Regions from separate parts of the Mus musculus genome. Here region 2 is linked to region 1. Evidence: chromatin contacts called from public Hi-C data. All regions are on one chromosome and are shown on one strand. The core of a region is the stretch at or near the end of the contact, and the rest is flanking DNA. Distances in the headings are between cores, read along the strand shown.

Evidence for each region. Hi-C and Micro-C count contacts between places; a contact is called where the count stands out from the background.
Region 2: a Hi-C map of bone marrow-derived macrophages shows a contact between it and region 1, with 46 read pairs. The contact joins two enhancer-like sites. A contact is called at or near these places in 1 of 15 datasets of contacts at CTCF or cohesin (the NIH/3T3 cell line), 20 of 484 Hi-C or Micro-C datasets (the 4T1 cell line, bone marrow-derived macrophages, cardiomyocytes and 11 more) and 4 of 115 datasets of contacts at active chromatin or transcription factors (bone marrow-derived macrophages, embryonic basal ganglia, embryonic stem cells and 1 more).

The regions. Positions count from the first base shown.
Region 1 is chr7:49,157,456-49,160,267 of GRCm38.p6, reverse strand. It overlaps 9130015G15Rik (RIKEN cDNA 9130015G15 gene), which reads left to right. Exons shown (of 4, transcript NR_154465.1): 2 at 524-632; 3 at 838-896. It also overlaps a transcript of Nav2 not described here. Among named protein-coding and RNA genes, the nearest start is that of 9130015G15Rik, 3.3 kb to the left of the region's middle. Within about 2 kb of position 1,512, at least 37 of the 459 cell types and tissues checked have an H3K27ac peak or open chromatin away from gene starts, as enhancers often do. A contact at or near this core is called in bone marrow-derived macrophages and cerebellar granule neurons, where this site is marked.
Region 2 is chr7:49,270,675-49,273,484 of GRCm38.p6, reverse strand. All of the region lies in intron 1 of Nav2 (neuron navigator 2), which reads right to left. Among named protein-coding and RNA genes, the nearest start is that of Nav2, 26 kb to the right of the region's middle. Within about 2 kb of position 1,479, at least 31 of the 459 cell types and tissues checked have an H3K27ac peak or open chromatin away from gene starts, as enhancers often do. A contact at or near this core is called in bone marrow-derived macrophages and cerebellar granule neurons, where this site is marked.

The sequences.
Region 1 (2,812 bases), core at 263-2,762:
GACTGCAGGCAGTAATTAAACTGCAGTTAATGAGAAGTTTCACACAGGCTCTGCAGTCGGCACAGGACCGTCCCCTCGTCTTCTTCAGAGGGCTTGGTGGCTGGAGGAGGCAGAGGGCATCTTTGTGGCCTCATAGCTGTCATGTTGGAGACTTCTGTGTGGCTGTCAGTGTGACTAGTGGTAGTCGGGCAATATAGTATGAGAATCCCAGGGTATACGGGGCTTTTAGACAAGAATCCCAGGGGTATATGGGGCCTCTAGATGAGAATTGTGATCCCAGGGGTATACGGGGCCTCTAGATGAAAGTCCCAAGGGTTATACGGGGCCTCTGGATGAAAATCCCAAGGGTTATACGGGGCCTCTGGATGAAAATCCCAGGAGTACATGGGCCTCTTGACTGGCTGCCATTCCTCTCAGGATCATGACATCACACCCGAGGGACACTGCCAAGTCCATAGAAAAGAGCCCAACTGACTCTTACTAATGGCTTCACCGCATCCCTTCTTTCACCTTCTCTTCCTAGCTGTCCAGATGTGAGGGGTATGCCGTCACTCACGGAGACTCACCTGACTGCTGAACTTAGTGAAAGAAGGCTTGGGGTCATGCTCCTGTGAGCAGTAGTGACATGTGAGGTGAGCATTTGGGTCCAGGAGCCACACTGGGGTGGCCCTCCCAAAAACATTCTAAGTTGCCCTGTCTATCCGTGGGATGAAGTAGCCAGCAGCACCCAGTGAGTGCCATTGAAGAGTGAAGTGTGTATAGGAGGCTGTCTAGGAAGCTTGCCTCACAATGTGTGGGACATAGTAAGTGCCCGGTAAATGTCACCTCTGTTTCTAGGTGCGGTTCAGCTCTACTCAGAGGTTGTCCGGACGCTTGGACCTCACTGTATGATCATGGTGAGTTTTTGCAATAGTAAAAACTACAGAGGTCTCCGTAAGCAGTGTCTGTCAGCTTGTGTCCCTGGGGAAGGGGCAGACAAACCCAGCAGGCTGGCTCCATGCAGAGGCCGCTGCCCTGGTGTCCGGGGCAGTGGGAGGCTGGCCAAGCTCCCAGACAGCCTGTCTCGGCTTGGAGCACAGAGCCGTTGCCTCACCAGCTTGTAATGAGTCGAGTCTCCATCCTGATTAGGGGAACAATCCCCACACAGAAAGACTCTGGGGAAGGAAGTGACAGCATCGTGGGGACAGGGCATAACCTCACCTCCTAAAGAGGCACTGACTTCTGAGGAGCTGGTGACATGAAGGACATGGTCCAAGATGGTGCCGGTCCCCAGGGACTAAGCAGAGTAGATCTTACTGGGGCAAATCTGGGTCATAGTGGGACATACAAGAGATAGCCCAGAGTTCTGTGAGAGTCTAGGAGGCAGGGCTGGGGACCACCAGCTTGCTAAGGAGTACAAGCAAAGGAGATCGGCTTCTCTGGGCACCTGCCAGATCTCAGCCCCAGTGCTAGTCCAGGACAGCATCCCCACTATCAACAGGGTCCTGCAAATAGTGCAAAGGCTCTGCCTCTGCCTGGACCATGGCTTGTGTCCATTACTGGGTTAGGAAAACAGCAGAGGTGGTGAGTAATGCCAGTTTAAAAATAGCATGACTTCAAAATGAGGAAATGTCAGAGAGCACGCGCGTGGGGAGGGTGAGTATTGTTTTCTGGAAGTGTTAATTCTTTAATGTGTGTGCACCAGTATTTAAAAGATGGATTTCAGTATCTTTCAGTATCAAATACACACACACACACACACACATATATATATTACAAAGGATATATTTTTTAAGTCTTGGAAGCTCTGAATTAGGAGCACAGACACTGAGATTAGACTGACCGTGGAACCTTTATTCTGTGGTCAGATTTCTCTGAGCCTCAGTTTCCCTGTCTGTAAGTTGGGGTTAATAATAGCGTCTGTCCAAAGTTTGGAGCTGAGACAAAAGGATGGACCATCTAGAGACTGCCATATCCAGAGATCCATCCCATAATTAGCCTCCAAACAATGACACCATTGCATACACTAGCAAGCCTTTGCTGAAAGGACCTGGATATAGCTGTCTCTTGTGAGACTAGGCCGGGGCCTAGCAAACACATAAGTAGATACTCACAGTCAGCTATTGGATGGATCACAGGGCCCCCAATGGAGGAGCTAGAGAAAGTATCCAAGGAGCTAAAGAGATCTGCAACCCTGTAGGTGCAACAACATTATGAACTAACCAGTACCCCGGAGCTCTTGACTCTAGCTGCATATGTATCAAAAGATGGCCTAGTTGGCCATCACTGGAAAGAGAGGCCCAATGGACACGCAAACTTTATATGCCCCAGTACAGGGGAATGCCAGGGCCAAAAAATGGGAATGGGTGGGTAGGGAAGTGGGGGGAAGGGTATGGGGGACTTTTGGGATAGCATTCTAAATGTAATTGAGGAAAATACGTAATAATAAAAAATATAAAAAAAATAATAGGGTCTGTCTATGTATGGGATTAACAACACTGTGAAGTATAGCAATGCTCACACCCAAGTCCCCTGGATCCTGTGTATAGCTCTGTTTTCCTGTGTCACCAAGGTTGACTTGTGTGTCTCTTGAGTATGCTCTCTGGCCATGCAAATACTCTCAGCTGTCCCGGGGATAGTCAAATGCTACTTAACCACTCCCTTCTTCACCGTCCTCATCTGTCAAATTGAGGCAATCCCATTTCAAACCTTCCTCCTGGGTGGTAATATAAATGCTTGAACAGGGAAAGGACCCCTACCTAGCATACGTAGAAGACTTCCAAACAGTGCATACAAAGTATAACAAATAACCCAGTTATTAGATAGGCAAAGA
Region 2 (2,810 bases), core at 230-2,729, 110 kb before region 1:
TAGCTTCCAATACCATGGCATTCCTGGGCAGGAGTTGGGGGGCGGCGGGGGCATTCTCACCTCTTGTTCAGACCCAGAATTTGGTCCTTCAAAGAAATCCTGACACAATTCCTAGAAATGATGGATGCAGGCACAGCACAGTCTCTACCTGCGGTGGTCCTTAATGAGCAAGCTAGAGGGACTGAGGAGAGAGTCAGAGTGAAGCCTCGTGTGCCTGGCTTTCCTAAAGGCATGCTGGGCAGCAGAGGGAGGAGCCACTGCCACTCCTGTGCGAGCCTCCCTGCTGGGCTCGGGTGGTGGGGACCTCCAGAACAGAGCCTGACTCTCACTGCCGGAAGCACTGACCTCATTGACTTCAGCAGCTCTGACGGGCATCATCTCCCAACAGCAGAGCTATCATTGGCAGCTTGCAAAGCCCTTCACAGGTGCCTCACGTGGAGAGTGGCTTTATACAGAGGCCCAGTTACTTATTTAATATTGAAAATTGGGCGGAGATGGTGAAGAAAAGTCACGTGACTCTGCTCAAGGCATGTTTCCTGCTGCACCTTGTTTTCCCCTTTGGTCTCATCCCCTGACCCCTTCATTCTCTGGACTTGGTACTGAGGATGCACCCGATGGCCCCACACACACTAAGCAAGCACCCTACCTCTGACTACAACTTCAGCCCTCTGATCCCAGTGTTGCCCTTTAACTATGAGACAGTCTAATTGGATTTTCAATTCCCAGCATTCCGAAATCCAAGCTTTACTGGCTTTAATGAAAGAAGGCTCCGTGCATGTGTTTCTGGAAGAGCCCACCAGGTGGCGATAGCAGCCACAGCATTCTAGGACAGCTGCCAAGGCAACTGGAGGGCAAGCCTGTCTGCCTGTCTGCCTTCTTATCCGGTTCTGCATTTTGGAGCTGCTTGCTGCTGCATCTCTTCTCTCTATTTAGAGACGGGGCCTCACTATAGCTCAGGCTGTCCTGGAACTTGTTGTGTAGCCCAGGATAGCCTCCATTTCCCTTGTCCCATCTCAGTCTTCTGAGTGCAAGGAAGTCCCTCCAGGTACCACTCAAACTGCAGCTGCTGCTGCTTCTTCTTCTTCTTCTTCTTCTTCTTCTTCTTCTTCTTCTTCTTCTTCTTCTTCTTCTTCTTCTTCTTCTTCTTCTTCTTCTTCTTCTTCTTCTTCTTTTTTTTTTTTTGGTTTTTTTCGAGACAGGGTTTCTCTGTGTAGCCCTGGCTGTCCTGTTACTCACTTTGTAAACCAGGCTGGCCTCAAACTTAGAAATCCGCCTGCCTCTGCCACCACCGCCCAGCCAAACTGCAGCTTCTAGTCTAGGTGTGGATTGCTCAGGCAGGATCAGCTAGCTTCTAGAATGCTCTCCTGTCTGGGACAGCGGTATCAAAAGTATCTGTTCCTGCTACCTAGAGATGGGCAGGGCTAAGATGGCCAGGATAAGGAAGAGGGGGCCATCTGTATTAGTAGCATCCCTGGAATGCACCAGGCAGAGTCAGGAGCCATGAGATTGCCTGGCAATCATGTGATTGCCAGGTCACACAGGGCTGTGGGGCTCCTAGAAGTCCTTGTGGACAGCCTCAGTCACATCCTGGTTGTCCCAAAACTGGGAAATAACCATGGTGAAACGACTTCTGTCCCTAAAGTGGCCCTTTACTGTGCAGTAGCCAGATCCTATGTCAATTCTTGCAATAAGGTTATATGCTATCAACATCCTATAGTATAGATAAGGCAACTGGGGCTGAAAGGAGGTTGCCAAGGTTACTGATGGAGGAAGACCCACCTTCTGCATTTGAGCAGCGCAGGGGGCTCATCATGGCTTCCAAAGCAGCAATGGTGGTGGTGGTGGGAGGCGTGAGTCTCCTTAGTGTTCTTTCCTAGCTATGTGAACTTGAGCACCTAACTCTTTTTTTTCAATGTTCTCTCACCATTTGGGTGTAAATAAATGAAGAGGGCTCTTAGCCATCACCCTTATCCCAAAAGCTACATCCTAGGAGGGGCCCCAGGGGGCAGAACCGAAGCTAGCAAGGTCCTGGGGGTGGCCCTGGTCTCTAGTGGACAGCCAACAAGACTGGGGTAAACCTAGCAGAGATTCCAATCATCTGAGGGGTAGAAGCATTTTCCTGTCATCTCTGCTGCCGTTAAAAGCTCTTCAGAGAGTGGCCACAGGCTGGTGTGTCCCTGGGACTTCCAGTATAGGGGCCGAGCTCTCTCCTCACAGGTCCCCTTGAGGCTGCCCTAGCAAACCTGTCCCTCTGCCAACTTCACCCTCCGAGTCTGGGATTAGGATCCAGATTTGGGGAAATCTATGTTAGCTGTGGTTGCCACTGTCGAAGCGCTCCCCACCCCCCTACCCCCAAGTTCCCAGTTAGGAAAAGCTGTCATCCGCTTCTGGTCTCCATATTACCCGGGAAGCAGAGCAGATGGAGTTATCTTTCATCTCCCACATCTGTTGCCCACATTTAAGATCCACATCTAAAAACCCTGAAAATCCAGCCGGGACAAAGCTGATGCGCTCTGGGTAGATCCTCAGACGAATGCAGAGGCCTCTGCCTGGGCCAGGCAGTGCCACAGTGAACAGAAAACCTACTTCACATAGAGAGCCGAGAGAGACCGAGACTCGGAGCATCTCCCCAGAGCAGCTGAGGGGCCCAGGAGGAACTGATCTCTGAGAGTCTGTGGCAGTGGTTCCTCCCAGGAAGCGGTCTCTTCCAAAAGAGAAGCTTTCATACACAGAGTTTTGTGTTCAAAGCACCCAAATTTTTATTTAAGCCTTTTAAAAAAAGATTTATTTATTAACAAATAAATAAATAT